2 separate regions of the Mus musculus genome follow, and region 1 is linked to region 2. The links are chromatin contacts, called in public Hi-C maps. All regions are on one chromosome and are shown on one strand. Each heading gives the region's core, a stretch centred on a gene start, on an enhancer-like site or on the middle of the called end of the contact. The rest is flanking DNA. Distances are from core to core; before and after follow the strand shown.

The links. A called contact is a pair of places that touch in the nucleus more often than the background predicts.
Region 1: a Hi-C map of bone marrow-derived macrophages shows a contact between it and region 2, with 30 read pairs. The contact joins two enhancer-like sites. A contact is called at or near these places in 4 of 15 datasets of contacts at CTCF or cohesin (CD8 T cells, the G1E-ER4 cell line, large pre-B cells and 1 more), 99 of 484 Hi-C or Micro-C datasets (B cells, the BV-2 cell line, the Ba/F3 cell line and 59 more), 8 of 115 datasets of contacts at active chromatin or transcription factors (the 230-238 cell line, CD8 T cells, the HPC-7 cell line and 5 more) and 2 of 9 other capture datasets (adipose tissue and liver).

What each region holds. Positions count from the first base shown.
Region 1 is chr9:65,843,023-65,847,429 of GRCm38.p6, reverse strand. All of the region lies in intron 12 of Trip4 (thyroid hormone receptor interactor 4), which reads left to right. Among named protein-coding and RNA genes, the nearest start is that of Zfp609, 18 kb to the right of the region's middle. Within about 2 kb of position 2,884, at least 45 of the 459 cell types and tissues checked have an H3K27ac peak or open chromatin away from gene starts, as enhancers often do. A contact at or near this core is called in adipose tissue, bone marrow-derived macrophages, granulocyte-monocyte progenitors and 1 more, where this site is marked.
Region 2 is chr9:65,743,336-65,747,769 of GRCm38.p6, reverse strand. All of the region lies in intron 2 of Zfp609 (zinc finger protein 609), which reads left to right. Among named protein-coding and RNA genes, the nearest start is that of Oaz2, 69 kb to the right of the region's middle. Within about 2 kb of position 2,154, at least 142 of the 459 cell types and tissues checked have an H3K27ac peak or open chromatin away from gene starts, as enhancers often do. A contact at or near this core is called in adipose tissue, bone marrow-derived macrophages, granulocyte-monocyte progenitors and 1 more, where this site is marked.

The DNA.
Region 1 (4,407 bases), core at 1,635-4,134, 99 kb before region 2:
GTTTGAGGCCAGCTGGGTTGATAAAGTGAGTTCCAGGACAGCCAGGGCTACAGACAAACTCTGTCTCACAAAAGTGTGCTACCATGCCTATCCCAAATTGTCCAGAGATTTAGAAAATAAAATACATATACATGAGTGTGGCACATATTTAGTGATTGAGTGTGATAGTGTCTATTATTATTCTCCAAAGACATGGAATCTCTTCTGACTAGAGATTATATTTCCCTTCTTCAAGCCCTGAAAGGTAGTCTCTCTTCCCACACCTCTCATAGACTCTCAGGTCTCACGATGTTACCCAGGCTGGAACTTTCCAATCCTGCAATCCTCTTGCCTCAGCCTGAAGAATGCTAGCATTATAGGCATGTACCACCATGCCCAGCAACTTTGGCTTCTTTAACGGTCTCTTGGGCAGAGGTATATTCAGTGGTACAGGGCTCATACAGCATGTTTACTGGGCTTAAGCCAACAACCACAGAAAACACAAAACACACCTGTGTCTTCACTTCTGATCCTTAACACACATATCTAGTGGACTCTCAAATACCTGAGAGCAGAATCTATGGCTAATTTTATCATTTCCTTTAGTATCTACAATGGTGTCTGGCTTATACTAGGCACCCAAATATTTATTGATGAGTGGATAATTATATAAGTAAATATTTTTCCTTCCTTCCTTCCTTCCTTCCTTCCTTCCTTCCTTCCTTCCTTCCCTCCCTCCCTCCCTCCCTCCCTCCGTCTCTCTTTTTTTTGAGGCAAGATCTCACTATGTAGTCTTGGCTGGCCTGGAATACATACAGATCTATCTGCCATTGCCTCCTCAGTGCTGGCATAAAAGGCCTTCATTGCCACTGCTGGTATGTAAGGAAATCTAGGAAATTTATGTTCATTGTCAAGTAAAGAGCTATTGAGCTGGCAAGATGGCTCAGTGTTGACAAAGGAGTTTGCTACTAAGCCTGACATCTGTGCTGCTTAGATAGTAGTAGAGATTTTTTTGTTTGGTTGGTTTTCATTTTGTTCGTTTCAGCCCAAGGTTTCTCTGTACAGCTCTGGCTGTCCTAGGAAAAACTAGCTCTGTGTACCGGGATCCACTTGCTCCTACCTCCCTTCTGAGTGCTCGGGTTAAAAGCATGCCAGCCTAGTGCTTTGATGCTCTTAAATCAGAGCCTGATTCATAGATTATCTAGTTGTGTCCCTTCTCCCCAGCAAATATATATTCTTGTTAGTGAATTGTTTTCTTTGCTTTCATTTATTTATTTACTTTACATCCCAATATCAGCCCCCCTTCCCCTCCCAGTTCCCCTATATACAGCTCTTCCCCCATTTCCCCCCTCCCCTTCTCCTTCGAGAAGAGGAAGAGAGACCCCTGGGTATTATCTCACCCTGGCCCATCAAGTCACTGCAGGACAAGGTGCATCCTCTCCCACTGAGGCAAGACATAGCAGCCCAGTTAGGGGAATGGGATCCGCAGGCATGCCGTAGATTCAGGAACAGCTCCTGCTCCAGTTGTTGGGGAACCCACATGAAGACCAAGCTGTGCATCTGCGTGTGTGTGGGGGGGTATGGGGTGTGGGGGGGTTGGCTGGGGGTGAATTGTTTCTTAAGTGTTTGCTTTTGCTATTAGTCATCAGGAAACAGGAAAAAGATTTTTATAAGTTATAGGCTAGAGCTATAGTTCATTGATAGTGCTTGGCCAGCATGTGCAAGGCCCTGTTTCAGGCACTACCACCACACACACAGACATGGCCACACACACACAGTGCAGTGTGTATATATGCAATTCACCTGGGGATCTGTTGGGAAGAGTGACATAATTAAGAAGTTATTGATCATTTTAACAAAAGGATGAAGTGGGGCCTTGCCGAGTTGGGCAGAAATTTTTATTTGGCTCTAAATCAGTAGTAGTTGCCAAAAGGTACTAACCTTTTTCCTCTCTGTTTGGAAAATGACAAAACAATGTTTTCTAAATGACTGGTGAGCAGTTTCCCCTCAGAGGAGAAGAAATAGCTGTTTGGCAGTTAATTACTTGTTATGTTAGACAGCTATGAAAGTTATGAGGCATGAAAGAGAGGTAGGCCCACCTCTGCTGCTCCTCGGGCTGGAACTCGTGATAAAAGTCTCTACAGACCAAAATAAAAGCACCTGCCAGAGTCTGTGCCCAAATTTGGATTGTTCCTTGATTATAAAGCTCATATTTCCCGACCTATTTATTATGCTCTATCAGTGACCCTTAGCTTAGCATCTAAACTGGATGTGACATTAGAGTTTATTTGTGTTCATTACCCTTGCGAATTGATTCTTGCTGAGCCGCTGCAGTTGCTGCTTTGTAAATCTCAGACCAAAGATACAAAGCCTTCTTTCCCTCCACCCCTCCACAGTGCTGGGCATTGAACCAAGGGCATTGTGCATGCTGATCGATCACCTCTGAGCTACAGCCCCAGCCTTGCTTATACTTTACTTTAATACAGTCTCAGTAAGTTGCCCAGGCTCTCTTTAAACTCTCTCTGTAACTTGTGCTTGCCTGCCTCAATCTTGCCAGCAGCTGGGACTAGAGGCCCACATTACCGGGCCAACTAAGCACTGCTTAGTGTGTAATGTGGCCCTTCGTGTCCAGACCTCAAGGGCAAGGGTTATTATATTCTTGAGAGATACAAGACTTATCCAAATGGACTTCTCTTTAGACTTCTGCTTTGTTCCTCATTTCTGTTTCTTGTGAACACTCTCAAGTTCAGTGGAAGTTGTGGTAAAAGGCTCATGATCCCAGCTGCTGGGACGGTGCCAACAGCATTCAACAACTATTCATTGATTGCCTAATGTATGTTGTGTCTGATCCTAGCAGAGAGAGGGGCAGAGAACATCCGGTGCCTTCCTCTATCAGTCTCCTTACTTTCTGAGACCATTTTCCACTGAACTTGAAGCTTCCTGTACTTGAGCCCTGTTTTTTTCACAGCAGATGCTCTTAGGCACTGAGCCATCTCCTAGCCCTCCCTCCAAGGGTGGGTGTGGGAATGTCTGCCCTTTTGAAGCTTTCATCTTAGTGAAGAGAAGCAAAAAATATAAATATATGTTATCAGATCATGGTAAGTACTATGGAAAAAGATAAGGTAGGAAAGAAGTTCAAAGTGCTAAATTTATAGGGTAATTGGTGCTGTGATTTCCTTATGTTTTCATTATTTATTTTTGTTGGTGCTGATTATTGAACCAGAGCCTTGTGCATTCTTGGCAAGCAGCAAGCACTCTACCGCTGATTTTTAAATAGTGGGGTCGGGAGAGATTTATGTCAGAATTGACATTTGAACAAAGTCCTGAAGGAAGAACAAGATGAAGCCATGTAATAGGGCTTTGAAACATTCTAGGAAGCCAGGTACAGAGGCAAACTCAACTTCTGACGAATTGAGTCACAGCCTCTCCTTTTGGGACTTTGAAAGTGAATGTGGGGTTTAGAGAAATTTAGCAGTATAAAAGGTTTCTAGACATGCAAGTACCAAAAATGAATTCAAATTCACATGAATATAGCTGTTTCTGGCAAACCTCATCCAAGGCTGTGTCAAATAACTTCACCAGAGCCTTGGTACACAGTTTGCATTATGCTTGTCACAGTACACAAGGTTGACCAGTGCTGCCTGGGTCTTCTTGACTCAGACACCAGACTGCTCTCTTCTGAATTGCTGTGCTCTTACTAGCCATACGAAATGGTTTGGCTTTTTTTTTTTTTTTTTTTTTTTTCTGTTTTGGAAACACTTTAATTATGAAAAATAAAAACCTTGTTTTTTTACTATCATTTCTCAGCAAATGAGTATCAAATTTATGTTTCTTTGGATGGTGTATAAATATTCATCCTATTGCTTGTTTGAGTTATCTTGAGTTTCACAGAAAATAGAGCAATATTTTTTATTTAATTTTATTTATATTTGATTTTTTAACTATTTATTTATTTATATGAGTACACTGTAGCTGTCTTCAGACACAACAGAAGAGGGCATCCGATCCCATTATAGATGGTTTTGAGCAACCATGTGGTTGCTGGGAATTGAACTCAGGACCTCTGGAAGCAGTCAGTGCTTTTAACCTCTGAGCCATCTCTCCAGCCCCCAAGAAATATTTTTTAAATGTATGTTTATGTGTAAGTATGTCTTGTGTGTGCAGGTACCTAGAGGCCAGAAGGGGGCATCAGACCCCCTGGAGCTAGAGTTACAGGCAGTTGAGTTGCCTGATATTGGTACTGGAAACAGATTCTAATCCTCTGAAAGAGCAGGAGGTACCCTTCACCCCTAACCAAGCTCTCTAGCACCTAACCTTAATTTTTAAACTTTTATTTTTATTGTGATAAACCTTATATAAGATACTTTTCCATTTTAAGCACATTTATGTGTTATGGATCAGTGACATTAAATATATTGGAGTATAGTT
Region 2 (4,434 bases), core at 905-3,404:
AAAAGCTATCCTTTCAGAAAGCTCTTATATATTCACAGTGAAGTGGCACAGACAAGTGCCAGCGAAAACTGAGACTAATGGGTACTAGTGTAAAATTAGGTGTGGTCTGTCAAGCCTCTTGTTACAAGACTGCTATTGTAGCTATTATGGAAGCCAGGTAAGAATGTCACAAGTTCAAGGCCAGCCTAAGTAACTTAATAGGACTCTGTGTCAAATTTTTTATTGTTTTTTTTTTTTTAATGAGAAACAAATGGTAAGCTGGGGCATGCTTCTAGTTTGCTAGAGAGCAGAAGAGCTAAGTTTGGGCTGATCTCGAAGAAGCTGGAGGGGGAAAGAAAAGGCTGCATATGGCCCTGTTTAACTTAAAAACTCAAATCCAAAAGAAAAAAGAAAAACAAAAAACAAAGCCGGGCGTGGTGGCGCACGCCTTTAATCCCAGTGCTTGGGAGGCAGAGGCAGGTGGATTTCTGAGTTCGAGGCCAGCCTGGTCTACAGAGTGAGTTCCAGGACAGCCAGGGCTACACAGAGAAACCCTGTCTTGAAAAACCAAAAAAGAAAAAAGAAAAAGAAAAACTCAAATCCTTCCTAGCTGTCAAATACTTACTGATTAAAAATACCAAAGTCTGGGGGCTGGTGAGATGACTTAGTGGTTAAGAGCACTGACTGCTCTTCTGAAGGTTCTGAGTTCAAATCCCAGCAACCACACAGTGGCTCACAACCATCCATAAAAGATCTGATGCCCTCTTCTGGAGTGTCTGAAGACAGACAGCTACAGTGTACTTACATAGAATAAACAAATCTTTTAAAAAACAAAAACAAACAAACAAAAACCCCAAAGTCCTACAAGGCATGTTGCCTCAACATCCATAATCCCAGTACTCAGAAGGCTACAACAGGAGGATTGCTGAGAATGGCAGGCCAGTCAGAGCTGCTCAGTGTGACCCTACCTCAAAAAAGGAAGTTGGGAGAAAGGATCAATCTACCTGTGTGCAAAGAGTTCTAGACTTTAATTGTCTGACTGCTCAGTATTCACATTTTAGGGCCTTAACTGAATATTATCTGAAATGACACAAGGTCATGCATATGAGATAAGGGACCATGTCAGGCAAACCAGCGTGTGTCTGTGTGTGTGTGTGTGTGTGTGTGTGTGTGTGTGTGTCCGTCCCTTTGTTTTGTATCCTATTACAATTGGAAACAAATCCAGAACCAGTGTAGATCTGCTTGAGTGAAGATAAACCATAGCTGTCAATGGCAGTTTCCATGTGGTAGCCAGCCACTTTCCTTATAGCCTCATAGCTCCAGCGTACATAGATTTGAGAAAAACATGGTGGGTAAAGGGATTTGATGGAAGCCCTGGAATGGAAGAGAAATAATAATTAGCCCTGTTCTCTTGCACTCCCGTGCTCACTCACTCTGGGGCGGGGGTGGGGGGGTGTATACACACATCTGGAGAGCAGAGGACAACTTCAGGAGTCAGTCCGAATCTTCCATTTTGAGAGTAGGCCTCTTTGCTGTTTTTCACTGTGCACACCAGGATAGCTGGCCCCCAAGCTTCCATTCAATGTCCTATTTCAGCCTTCAAGCATTTAGAGAAACATGCTGTTTTTACAGCTATTTACCCAACCCTGTCCCGATTTATCATGGCTTCTAAAGATCTAAGCTAAGGTCATCAGGTTCTGCAGCTAGCACCTTACCACTGAGCCATCTCCCCAGCCCAGCCCTACTCTTATAAACTGTGTTTTGGAATGACAGTTAGTAGAAATTTGACCCTAGTATTGTATATTCAATATTTAGGTCCTACAAAATTGCTCAGGCTGACCTTGAACTTGTGACATTCCTACTCGTTTTCCAGAATAGCTAGGATAACGAGCTTCTACCATGAGGCACCATCAAGAATTTGGATAAGCAAGCTGTCCATACATCACAGGTTTTTATGATTGAAAAATAACAATCACTTGAATTCAGTGACTAGCTGCATTGTTTGCTTGCTTGCTTGCTTGTGAATATGTCTGTGGGTGCACATGTGCTGTGGTGCGTGTGTAGAGAGATCTGGTTACAACTCAAAGGAACTGGTTCTCTCCTTCCCACATATGGGTCCTGGATTTCAACCCAGGCTCTGTGTCATGCAGTTTTGCCCGCTGAGCCATCTTGCTGTTCCTGTTTTTTTTTTAAGACACGCAATAACTCAAACTAGCTTGGAACTTGTAGTTCTCCTTCCTTAGTCTCCCCAATACTAGGATTACAGAGGCAAGATACCATAACCACTCTGGTTAATTATTTTACTGTTGCCCGTTCTTCGTGCCTCCTAGGAATCAGCAGATGCATTTTCCCCTGGGTATATCTAATGTGAATATATTGTGCCTTAGAGGTTTGTATATGCTGTTCCCTCTGCTTGTTGTTTATGCTTAGGTTCTTCATGTGACTGGCACCTTCCCATCCAGGGTCTCAGTTTAAATACACCTCTTCAGAGATAGCATCTGTGGCTGTCTTAATGTAACCTCAATGGTAGTTGTTTCTGTTATCCACATGCCCTATAGGTTTTCAAGCATGCCCCACCCCCATTCCTTCTTTGGGGGTTTGTATGATTTAATATATAGTCCTAGCTAGCTTGAAACTCAGCTCTACATCATCCTCTTGAGTCCTGGAATCACAGAGGTGAGACAGATGCCTAGCTCTAGTAATGTCTGATTTCTATGTATTCAGTGGTCTTTTCCATTTACCATTCAATGTTCAGTGCATAATATAAAAGCTTTCCAGGGAAAGAACTCAGTAATTGTTTGATCAGTGGTCAAACTCTGTATATCCATGTCTTGAAAAACAGTGGGAAGCACTAAGCTTTGGGGCTCCATCTCTCTTCTGACAGTGCACATAGCACGAGTCTTGCAGCGAGGAAATCAGCAGCTATGCCTACCTAGGATGCTGTATGTCAGGCGGCTTTGAGTTAGTATTTTATTATCTGTAGTCCAGCTTGTCATGCCTCATTTTTCCTCTTCTCTGTGGCTTGTCACTCTCCTGCTTGACTCTGACTCAGAGTCTTCACACTAAAAGGATATATCAGAGAAGTGAGGTGTCCCTGAGAGCAGGCAGGAAGGGTGGAATGACAAGAGCCACCAGAAATCTCTTTCTCTGAGGTCACAGTTTGGAGTCTAGAATAAGAGGGAATTTGAGTGCCTCTTGTTCTTGCTCAGTGCCCTCAGTCTGAGTGCTTAGCTGGCAGGCAGGCACCTTTTCCTCCTCAGAACTGTCAGAGCAACATGAAGGTCAGGCAGAGAGAGACAAATGAGAGCAGCTCAGGGAAAGGAGGTTACCACGGTAACAAGCAGGCAGGCCTGCTATTTGGAAGCAGGCCTAATCTTTCTCCTCCTTCTCAGTACTGGAAGATGGGTATTGTGTAGCTGACCTGCATCCTTGGGGTGGGAACCATAATCCCTCTCTGACAGTTTCTAGTGACACAGGAATGAGCTGCTTTGCATTTTAATTTGATAAACAGAAGCCACAGTTTTCTCAGAAGTGCTAGAAACATGGCTTTTTCTGGCTCTGTTCCAGGCAGAATTCTGGTTGCCACAGACAGGAGTTTGGGATTGCTGTTTATTTCTCAATAAAGACCTTGTATATCTGTGTGCTTGTGAAACATGCCTATTGGTTCAGGAAAGCTAGAACTAGACTTAATGCAAGTTATCCTTGGGAGGTATGCTAAGTTTTGTCCTGCCTTAGAGGTTTGTATATGCCATTCTCTCTGCCTGTTATTTACTCTTAAGTTCTTCATGTGACTGGCACCTTCCCATCCTGGGTCTCAGTTTAAATACACCTCTTCAGAGATGCCATCTGTGGCTGTCTTAATGTAACTCCCATGGTAGTTTTTTTTTTATCCCTATATATACATATACATATCCACATATGTGCATATATGTGAGGATGATAGTAATATATAATAATAGCAATAATAGTACATATGCATATTTGCCTTTTGAAGACTACTGAAGCCAGGCATAGTGGCACTCACCTTTAATCTCAGCATTTGGGAGGCAGAAGCATGCAGAGCTCTGTGAATTTGAGGCCAGCCTGGTCTACATGGTGGGTTAGTTACTCTCAGAGCAATGAAGGAGAGACCCTGTCTCAACCAACACTGAGATACTCCTGCTCCCCAGCAAGCATGCAGTAATTATTTTATTTTCTGACCTCCAGCCTTATTCTTTTGTGTACCACCACCCCACCCTCCCTGATATCTCACTATGCAACCCTGGCTAGTGTGGATCTCCCATGTGGACTAGGGTGTCCTGCCTCTGTCTCCTGCATGCTAGGGTCAGAGACATGGCCACCCCACCTGGCCAGTCTTCTTACTTTTCCTGCTTGCACATTTCTTATTAACTCAGTACCTTTTGTTGTAATGAAATGCATACATAAACCTCCCTTTTCTCTCAAAACATAAATTTT